Linked DNA regions of Mus musculus: region 2 is linked to region 1. A link is a contact called in public HiChIP or PLAC-seq data. All regions are on one chromosome and are shown on one strand. The core of a region is the stretch at or near the end of the contact, and the rest is flanking DNA. Distances in the headings are between cores, read along the strand shown. Region 1 has its middle 21 kb from the start of C330007P06Rik. Region 2 holds the start of Rpl39 (ribosomal protein L39).

The links. HiChIP or PLAC-seq counts read pairs in DNA pulled down with a chosen protein or histone mark.
Region 2: an H3K4me3 HiChIP or PLAC-seq map of the SCID.adh cell line shows a contact between it and region 1, with 4 times the contacts expected there. The contact joins the promoter of Rpl39 here to the enhancer-like site in region 1. A contact is called at or near these places in 2 of 39 promoter capture datasets (the C10 cell line and hippocampal neurons), 19 of 484 Hi-C or Micro-C datasets (the AML12 cell line, the C2C12 cell line, LSK cells and 12 more), 11 of 115 datasets of contacts at active chromatin or transcription factors (DN3 thymocytes, the SCID.adh cell line, astrocytes and 6 more) and 2 of 9 other capture datasets (adipose tissue and liver).

Annotation. Positions count from the first base shown.
Region 1 is chrX:36,840,254-36,845,754 of GRCm38.p6, forward strand. It overlaps a transcript of C330007P06Rik not described here. Among named protein-coding and RNA genes, the nearest start is that of C330007P06Rik, 21 kb to the right of the region's middle. Within about 2 kb of position 3,283, at least 41 of the 459 cell types and tissues checked have an H3K27ac peak or open chromatin away from gene starts, as enhancers often do. A contact at or near this core is called in the SCID.adh cell line, microglia and pro-B cells, where this site is marked.
Region 2 is chrX:37,082,414-37,087,914 of GRCm38.p6, forward strand. It overlaps Rpl39 (ribosomal protein L39), which reads right to left and starts at 2,809. Exons shown (of 3, transcript NM_026055.2): 1 at 2,712-2,809; 2 at 1,572-1,675; 3 at 105-336. The coding sequence starts at 2,714. The coding sequence ends at 288. Snora69 (small nucleolar RNA, H/ACA box 69) reads right to left here and starts at 620; the gene lies at 499-620.

The DNA of each region.
Region 1 (5,501 bases), core at 2,033-4,532:
GTGTGTATGTGACAAAGATCACTGGGGGCATGTTCTTGCCCTAGCCCCTTCCTGTTACTGTTTCCTGGCTCTGCTCTTCCACGTCCTTTCCTGATGTTCTACCTCAGTTCAGGCCCGGAAACCACAGAGGCTAATTATCAGCCTGTATGGAACCCCTGAAGCTACAGGCCACAGTAAGATGGCCTTAAAATAGTTTCTCTCAGGCTTTAGGTCACGGTGACAAACGGCTGACGAATGCAACATCCAACTGCTTAGCTGACATCTCCACTTAGAGAGCCAATAAGCAATTCAGAAGCATGTCCAGTACATAGAACTTCTGGGCTGCAAGATGGCTCAGTAGGAAAAGGCTCTGCAAGCCTTGAACCTACACAGTGAAAGGAAAGAAATGACTGCACAAAAATTGTCCTTTGACCTCCACATACACACAATGACACCCCTCACCGCACCCTCACTGAGAGAGAAATATAAGACAGCTTTTAAAAACAGAAAATGGCACCTATTCACCCAGTTATTCTAGCCATACTTCAAGGGGGCTATGCTTGCTTCGTCCCTCCCTCACTCCCTACACCTCATCCAGCAGCTAGCCTCGGTAGCATCCCCCTACCAAGCCACCTAACAAACGTGTTTACTTTCCTTCCTCCAATTTTTCCTTTACTCTTATCTCATGTTGGGTTGTCAAAATGGTCTCCTAACTGGTGTCCCTGCCTCCGTTCTTGCTTCCCTCCAAGGCATTCCCCACATTGTAGCTATTGCCTTAAAGCGTGGATCGGGGCTACAGAGATTGCTCAGCACTCAGCACCTATCATTCTTCCAGAGACAAGTTTGATTCCCCAGCAGCCCCAAGGGGTAGCTTAAACTACCTACAACTCCAATCCAGGGAATCCAACGCCTTTGGCCTCCACGAGCACCTGCAGACATGTGTGTATACCCCCATAAACACACACACACACACACACACACACACACAATTAAAATAAATAAAAAAAGAAAACATGAATCAGGGGACCTAGGGGCATAGTTCAGTAGTAGAATGCTTGCGTAGAATGTGCAAGGCCCTAGGATCAAACCCTAGCACTGTCATTTTGAAAGTTTTTTTTTAATTTCTTTTATTTTTGTGATTAGAGCATGAGCAGGACGAGGAGTAAGCCATAGACATGCTAAGGTGCACAAAGAAAAGCCCACAAGGCCTCCACCCCACACAGGCACCTACAGCTGAGAAATGCCGAGTAGGGGAACGGTCTTCCCCAGAGAAGCACACAGCAACCGCTTACTCAATACCAAGCGGTCGGCCCTGACAACGTGCAAAGTTTGAACATAAAATGAAAGGCATACCCAGGCGTGGTGGCGCACGCCTCTGATCCCAGCACTCGGGAGGTAGAGGCAGGCGGATTTCTGAGTTCAAGGCCAGCCTGGTCTACAGAGTGAGTTCTAGGACAGCCAGGGCTACACAGAGAAACCCTGTCTCGAAAAACAAACAAACAAACAAACAAAAAAATGAAAGGCATAAATCGTATGGTGTGACACCTTGGCTTTAGACTTTCTAACAGCTTCCTAGTGCATCCTCATTCCAGTCTAGAGGGCCTTCTGCAGCCTGGCTTCTGCTCATGCCTTTAACCTCACTTCCTGTTCCAGCACTTACTCGGTCACACTTGCTGTCCGTTTGGCTTCTGCAATGCAAGCTTCTTCCCTTCTGTACTTTGCGATGCCATCAGCTGAACACTTCCCCTTGACCTTTATATGTTGGACCATTCAGCCTTTTCGGATACCACATGGCTCAGAACAGCCCCTTCTCTGAGCCCACCTCTCTATGGCCCAGAGTTCTCTATTATGCCATCACACTATTTGTTCAAAATCTTTTTTTGTTTGTTTGTTTGTTTTTCGAGACAGGGTTTCTCTGTGTAGCCCTGGCTGTCCTGGAACTCACTCTGTAGACCAGGCTGGCCTTGAACTCAGAAACCCACCTGCCTCTGCCTCCCAAGTACTGGGATTAAAGGTGTGTGCCACTACGCCCAGCTTTGTTCAAAATCTTATGTGTGTATGTGTGAGTGCAGGCAAGTACACATGGAGCTCAGGGGACAGCTTTGCCTGTTGATCCTGGTCTTCCGCCCTGACACAGGGTTTCTTGTTCGCTGATGCATAAGCCAGACTGGCTAGCCTCAAGCTTCCTGGGATTGTCCTGTCTGCCTCCCATCTCATCATAGATACGCTGCTACTGCATCAGGCTTTTACATGACTTCTGAGGATATGAACCCACTTGAATGTTAAGTACTCTGCTTACTAAGTCATCGGACCAGCTTCCTATCACATTATTTTAACTACATTTTTCTTCTCTCTCTCTCTCTTTCTTTCTTTATTATATGTAAATACACTGTAGCTGTCTTCAGACACACCAGAAGAGGGCGTCAGATCTCATTACAGATGGTTGTGAGCCACTGACCTTTGGAAAAGCAGTCAGTGCTCATAATCGCTGAGCCATCTCACCAGCCCCCCTAAATTTTTCTTTATTTCTTTCAAGAAAATTATTATTCATGTGTGTGTTTACACAACTGTGGAGGTCACACATGTGGAGGTCAGAGGACAGTTTTCAGTACCCTCTACCCAACAGGGGTCCCGGGAATTGAACAAAAATTGGCCAGTTTGGCAAGCCCTTAAACTCACATTTTCATGGTTGGGAGTTCCTGTCACTTTGCTTTTAAAATGGGACTTTCTTCACCACTATGTCCTCTGCTCCAACAGCACACAGCACACACACCAAGAGCTCAATGACTGAAAGGTAGTGGACTAGTCTTAAACGAGAAGACAGACAGGCATCTTTCCCCCTGAAGACTGCAAAGCCAGGAGGACAGAAGCATCTGAGTATATTCCTTTACTCTCTTAGTGCTTTGGAGATGGAAGTCATCTGCCAGAGGGGTTGCGTGCAGGGAAAAAATCAGAAGATTGGAAGTAAAGGGCCCTAATTTAATCTGATTGAGCTGAACACCTGACTGTCTGTGGTGTGATCTTATCTGACACAAGAGCCATACATTCATGGCCTCAGCCTCCATTCATTTACAAGATATAGCCATTCAACTCTCAGGATATAAGATCACAGAAGGCAGACTGTATGACTGATTCTAAATTGAGAGTTTGTAGGATGCATGCTGTGACATAGTCCAGATTCAGAAAAACAGAAAAGACAAATACCACATATTCTCTTTCATATGTGGAACCTACCTTTGATATATATGGGTATAGGTCATGAAACTAGAAAAGGGACCGTTGGAGGGGAAAAGGTTTTGAGGAAGTGGGCAGTGTAACAGAATACATGTGACATAAAAGCAAAAGGGACAGCTGGGAGTGGGGTGGCACAGGAGGAGCAGGGCAACGGAAAAGAAATGGGGAATCTCTACAAAAACAAATTATGGAGACTTTTTTAAGAAACACAAACAAAAAGCCAGGTGTGATGGTGCAAGCCTGTAATCCCAACCCTTGGAGGTGGTGACAGGCAGAGCAGGGCTTTCAAGGTCTCTCCCTGGCTAGCCAATGACTTGGACGTCAGCCAGGGCTCCATGATTTAAAAAACGAAAACAGAAACAGAATTGGGCTGGAGGGGTGGCTCATTGGCAAGGATCACATGCTGCTCCTGCAGAGGACCTTGGTTCCATTCCCAGCACCCTTATGATGGCTCACAGCTATCTGGGGACCCAACACCCTCTTCTAGCCTCCTTGGGCACCAGGCATGCATGTGGTGCATATGCATATTTGCAAGCAAAACACTTTCACATATGTCTCTGTGTGTACACACACACACACATAAACTTAGAAAATTAGAAAAAACTTAATTTTACAAAAGAGAAAAAAGGTTACATTTATAACAGCACCAGAAAAAAATTTAGTAGCCAAGTATACATTTTAAATTATCTACAGGATCTGTACATGAAAAATTATAAAACACTAATGAAAAGAACTAAATACCTAAAATACCTAAATAAATGTCAATTCTCCTTAAAATGATTTTTTTAGGTCAAATCTGCTAACTCAGCAAGGTAACTTTATTCTCTTAACTATATGCAAAATATCTCATTTTCTTTCTCTATTTATGTATGTATGTATGTATGTATGTATGTATGTATGTATGTATGTTTTTCAAGACAGGGTTTCTCTGTATAGCCCTGGCTGTCCTGGAACTCACTTTGTAGACCAGGCTGGCCTCGAACTCAGAAATCCGCCTGCCTCTGTCTCCCAAGTGCTGGGATCAAAGGCGTTCGCCACCACCCCTGGCTAAGATATCTTATTTTCAAGACTGATTCTACAATAAAGAAGCTAGGTTAGCTCTTTAGAAATCTCTTTTTATCTGTGTCATCCTACCAAGCTAGTCTACCTTTTTCTTGAGCCCCTCCAAACCCAAGAGGTCTCTTTTGCCCTCTTGCCTAGAACACTGTTTCATTTGCATCCTGCCAGCTGCTTCTCTGTGGCTCCTGCAAGTCCAAAGAGAAAGGCGCTCTTACCTGGAGGACGTCCTTCCGTGAAGCTCTTGCGAGCCAAAGTAGAGTTGAAAAACACTAAAATGATCTTTAGATTTTACAAAATCCCTCAAATCCTAGAAAGAATACTGAACCTATCAACAAGCTGATTTTAAAATATTGGAAAAGACAAAAATTCAGAATAGTCAAATAACTCCAAAACAAAACAAGGTTGGAAGAATCATGACCCAGCAGTAAAACTAACCATAAAGTTACAATCACCAAATCAAGGCATTCTATATAGCCAGGCAGAGTGGCACATGCTTAGGGTTATGGTTACTTGGAAAGCTGAGGCAGGAGGATCACATGAGCCCCTAAGTTCATAGCCAGCCTGGGAAACTTAACAAAACTAAACAGACAAAACTAACAAAGAGCTGGAGGGTAATGCTCAATGGCAGAGTGTACTGTGTCAATTGAGACTCATGATTAAAAAGGAAAAAGGAAAAGTTCTGTGTGGGTAAAATGACAATGGATGTACAATAAGCTGACTCTGCTTTTTTTTTTTTGAGATACAGTCTTGTTTATATAGCCCCTGGTTGGCCTACAACTTGCTATGTAACCAGGCTGGCCTCTGACTCCCAGGGATACAAAGTGCCCTTGCTTTTCTGAGTGCTGAAATTCAAGGTATGTGCCACCACACCCAGACATGAACTGATTTTTGACAAAGCTATACAAGAATAGATGAAGGAAAAATAGTCTTGTCACTAATTAGGTATCAAAACAACTAGACATCTGTGTGTTAAAAGTAAACTGACCCAAAATTTATGTATAATACAGGAACTACTTCAAAACAGACTACAAGTGTAAATGTCAAAAGAAAACTTCTTGGAGTACAGAGGGTATTTATAAATGAGTGAAGAGAGGCACTACAGATGCTGGGGAGATGGCTCAGTGGCAAGTGAGCAGTGGCTCACTTGCTCTTGCTGAGGACCCATGTTCAGTTGCCAGCACCTATACAGACGAGGCTCACAATCATCTGAAACCCTAGTTCCAGGGTTC
Region 2 (5,501 bases), core at 1,559-4,058, 240 kb after region 1:
AAACCAGGACTTCTGCAAGAATACCAAGTACCCTTATCTGCTGAGTAATCTCTAGCTCCTAGGAAACAATATTTTACCCCACAGAAGAAGCCTTATCGGGTCTTATAAGGGCAATTCAGTACTTTATAAACCAGAAAAGCATTTTGAAAGGTTCTATATTTTATTACTGGACAAACATCCTAATTCAAGACACGAAGAGTCTCCAGGTTTAAATGTTGAAATCCATCTGGTAGGACTGATTGATGACAATTCAGTATAAATCCTCAGTCTTGCCATTGTGTGAATCCTTACAGACCCAGCTTCGTTCTCCTCCAGTGTCTTCTCTTAGAGTTGTACCTGTACAAAGAGAAGCCACCAGTTACAAGGTGGGTTGGTCACAACAAACCTGCTCCTCTAGCAGAGTCAGACTTTCAGAGGAACAAGAGAATTTATTTAAAGCGCTTGCTAGAGCATAAAAGGACTTACAGTAAGTAGCAGAGCTAAGCTAACCAGTCTCTGAACTGTTCATGTCAAGGTGTCACGATTTTTACCCCAAAAGCAAAAATCAGAAACAACCAACATGGCTTTTCTTTCAGCAGGATAATGGCAGTACTCCCACAAAATGAAGCACTGTAATTGCTACCTGCTTTTCTTTCAAAGTTACCTATAAAGGTGGCACACACCTGTAACCTCAGCACTTACTTGGAAGGTTGGAGCAGATTAGCCAGCCTGGGCTAAACAAGACTGTTTCAAAAAGCAAAAGACTACCCGGTAAAGCATCTAAGGTCCGCTGCCTAGTGCTTCAAAGCTTTCCTTAGCACTCTATGGGGGTGGGGGGGAACCAAAGTTTGAAAGTCTAGTCCTGACTGCAAGTAAAGTCTCTAAATACATGTACCATACCAGAAGACAGAAGATAGTAATTAACTCGAATGTAAGGCTAGAGTGGGTTGTTGATATCAAGCTTAAGTGGCTAAATTAAGAACAAGGAGGCTCACTTTTTGCCCCAGCAGAGCCACACCCAGATTTTTACTAATCCCAAAACTGGGCAATGCTTATCTTTAATCCCAGCATGTTGGGAAAAACCAATTCCCACCAACTGTCCTCTGACCACATGTGGGCCTGCATCCCCCACACCACAGAAAGAACTCAGAAAGGCGCTTCCCTTGCCTGGGGGAGACCCTGGGTTCGATCCCTTCCACCTCTCTCAAAGACCCAGCTGGTCCTGAGCTCAACTCTGGTTGCAGGAAAGAACACTCCTGCCAGAATAGTCAAATCCCTTGAAGCCTTCCTAGGGAAATTAGGAAGCATTTATAAAAGGTTTGTGGAGGGATTTCGGGGGCTAAGTAAGCTAGTCACTACCAAGGAGCCTCATGACCTGAGCTAGAGCCCCAAGACCCATTTGATGAATGGAGAAGTGTTTCCTCCCAGTTCTCAACCCCGTGCTCCCAACCCAAACAAAAGGAAAAACATTTCAAAAGGGAGTCCCCAGCACACTAATTGACTGGGGTGGACCGTACTTTGCAACTGTGTATCTCCATGCCCAAAGTTACTTAAAACATAACGATTTCCAAGCCGGACAAGAGAAGGCTTACCTGATTTTGTTACCAGTTTTCATCCGGATCCACTGAGGAATAGGGCGATTTTGCTTTTGTTTCTTGGCCAGGAATCGCTTGATTCGGAAAGTCTTGTGAGAAGACTACGAGGAGATGCAACCAGCTTAGTGACACCACAGCCTAGTCTCTTGATTCAGTCACAAATTCCAACAAACTAACATCAGGCCTGCAGAACATACACCCAGGAAAAGCTCCCCGACCTCGAACCACCAAGTCCTTTATCCTCATCACTTCTCTGGAGGAAGAGTTAATGGCTTAAACATGGCTCATAATCAGCACCAAGTTTCTAAGCCCAGGTCCTGTCTGACCTATAAACTGGCTGTCTGCTGGGCTCCAGCGATGAAACACGGAATAGCTGGAGTAGGAGAGGAAACGGACTTACTGGAACAAGGATGGCTTGAGGTTAGGCAAACCCTGGCCAGTTTTAAGTCAATGACACTAGGTACTGTACTCTGTAAGTCTTATCTACCTCCAAGTGACATTGCTGGCTAACCTAAGATTACGGAGCCCTAGACACTCCGTAGGCAAACACCATTACATAAAAAAATGCAACGAAGGCCAAGCGCACTCGTCCCCCTAGACCAGTTGGAGGTTTTATTTAACAAATTCAGATACTAAACCCACTTTGTACCTAGACGCCCATAAGCATAATCTTGCCAGTAGGCAATGACTGATGCGCTGTTAGCAGACGCCTCCAAGGAGTGACGCGCTAACTTCTGAAGGGATCTCAAAGTTCTGTTAACCCTTACTGTGGACATCTCGCTGTGCAAATGGCGATTCATGCTCTTCGATCAGGGACAATCTAAGAGTGGTCCCAAGCCTCTCGTTCTGCCCCCCCCCCATCATGAAGATCACCGTCAGCCCCAGGCTATATGAAACAAGAATACTTTGCACCCCTTGCCAGGCTGCAGGAAGAGCGTTCTCATCCTGCAAGGGTAAATGGACTTGATAATTTCATGCCGCGCCCACAGGCCGATAGGTGTCCCAGCTCCAAAAACGAACACTAAAACCCTGAAAAATACACCCAGCCCTCAATGCTGCGCATGTCTGCCACAAAGGCACAGCGGTCTGTGGCCTCAGGAAAGCCGCTGAGGGACGGATGGCGGCCGATAGTCTTACCATGGCGAGAAGCCGAATCAAGAATAGCGCGCACGATGGCGGAGGAATGGAGAAGAGAAAGGCCGGGACCGGAAGAACGCGATTAGAAGAAGTCGCTAGAGGCGGAGCTTAGGGGGGGATGGATGACTCGCAGCGTCCTCCCTAGCTCCACCCCTGCGCTCCCATGGGGCCGTGGGAACCCAAACCGGTTTATAGAGAACGTAATTCCGAGGCCTCCGCGTCCATGCCTGTTCCTGCAGGTGATCATCATTGTGCTGAGGGCCACAGCCTTGGTGGCCATGGTAGGTGGCCTTTGAGAAGTAACCAAGTAAACCCTTAGCAAACACCTGGAAACGGAGTAGGCGGGACCAACTCTGAGGAGGGCGGGAAAAGGCCTACATCACTTCCAGAGCTGCAACTCCCCCCGCTTCTGCGAGAGGGGCGGGGCTTAGGGTTGGCGATGCACCCTGGAAGGGAGGAAGATGGGGCTGCAGACATCTTTTAATGACTAACTTCACTATTATAGAGAATCCAAGTTCCATTCACAGCACCCATATCAGGCAGCTTACAACCCTCCAGCTCTAGGGGGTAACATGTCTCTGACTTCCAGGGGCACCTACACTTATGATTTACAGGTACACGTCCCCATGTAAACACACACGGACCCATTATCAATAGTACCTAAAAATACTTGATTAAAAGGGAGGCGGAGCTAGAGAGATGGCTCAGCGGTTACGAGCACCATCTGCTCTTCCCGAGGTCCTGAGTTCAGTTCCCAGCAACCACATGGTGGTTCACAACCATCTGTAGTGAATAACTACAGTGTGCTCATATAAATAAAATAAATATGTAAATCTTAAGAAAAAAAAAAGGCGCCGGAAAGTGGTGGTGCACGCCTTTAATCCCAGCACTTGGGAGGCAGACAGACCTCTGAGTTTGAGACCATCCTGGTTTACTCACACGAGTTCCAGGACAGCCAAAGATACACAGAGAAACTCTGTCTCCGGTGGGGTAAAAATCCCATATACCAGGGCCAGGGGAATCGTTAGTAGATAAAAGCACCAGTTACGCAATCCTGCCAACTTATAGTTCAAGTCCCAAAAAGTGAAGATACAGGGCGTGGTGGCCTACACTTTTAATCTTAGCACTTGAAGCAGAAGGATCAATATCTCTGAGCTCAAGGCCAGCCTAGTCTATATACTGAGCTTCCAGCCAGTCAGGATTACTACATATAGACCCTGTCGCTAAATAAATAAATAAATAAATAAGTACTCCTATGTATCTGCAACCCTAAGATTCCTACCGCACAATAGAAGGTGGAGACAGGAGAGAAAGTCCTGGAAGATTGAGGGCCAGCTAGCCTGGAGTATTTAACACAGCAACAGAAACAAGGCAAACCCTGTCTCAAAAAGGTGGAAGGTAAGAACTACTTCTCTTTGACATCTGCTCAACTGCTGTGTAAATAAAACAGAAAGTCAGGTATAGTTGTGTACCCCTATGAGGTCCCTATGAGGCAGACGCCAGAAGATCATAAATTGTGAGCTAGCCTAGGTTATATATTGAGACCTTACTTCTAAAAGGTAAACTATAGAAAGAGCACATCATAGAACAACAAGAAGCTGAAAACTAAAGATAATACCTGTGGATATCATAAAAAGTTAAAGATTCCTTTTATCAGTGCCAACTTATTCTCAGAACTACCTTGTGTATGTCGTTCCGGGGGAGGGGATGAGATTGTGATGTGAAAGGCTGAGGACCACGTGAGTCCCCAAGCAGCCTGCCTCTTCTTCCCTTCCTCACAGATACCTAACACACACTGCACTCAGCTCTGGACTTTCTCCTGATTTCCATAGCTTCACTTCTCCCAGCAGAGCAGCTAGTTCCTCATGGCTACAAGCAACCTGAGAGCTCCTGTGGTGGCCAGTGCTGTATGAGTGGTGCCCAGTGCCGCCGTAGGATCAGTGCTCAGTAAAGGATCAGACCCATGGCCATCCTGATTACTATGATGATGGCCCTACACCACCATTCCCAGTTTAGATTCTAAGCCTTTATTTTTTTTAATGTGCTTCTAGCTGGGCAGTGGTGGCGCATGCCTTTAATCCCAGCATTTGGGAGGCAGAGGCAGGCAGATTTCTGAGTTCAAGGCCAGCCTGGTCTACAGAGTAAGTTCCAGGAAAGCCAAGGCTGTTGAACTCAGAAATTCCAGAGGCTGAAGCAGGAAATCCTGTTATTCAAACAGCCAAGACTACAGAATGAGACTCTGTGTACATACATACCATACATACATACATACATACATACATCTCTATCTCTTTCTTTTTTATTTATTTATTTATTTATTTATTTATTTATTTATTTATTTGGTTTTTCGAGACAGGGTTTCTCTATATAGCCCTGGCTGTCCTGGAGCTCACTTTGTAGACCAGGCTGGCCTCGAACTCAGAAATCCGCCTGCCTCTGCCTCCCGAGTGCTGGGATTAAAGGCGTGTGCCACCACGCCTGGCTCTCTATCTCTTTCTTTTCTTTTTTCTTTTTCGTTTTGGTTTGTTTTTCGAGACAGTGTTTCTCTGTGTAGCCCTGGCTGTCCTGCCATAAAAAATCTAAATCTGGCCCGGTGTGGTGGTGCAAGCCTTTAATCCCAGCACTTGGGAGGCAGAGGCAGGCAGATTTCTGAGTTCGAGGACAGCCTGGTCTACAAAGTGAGTTCCAGGACAGCTGGGGTTATTAAGAGAAACCCTGTCTCAAACAACAACAACAACAAAACAAAAAAAAATCTGTGCCTGAAGAAACAAATGTAATGAACACCACCCC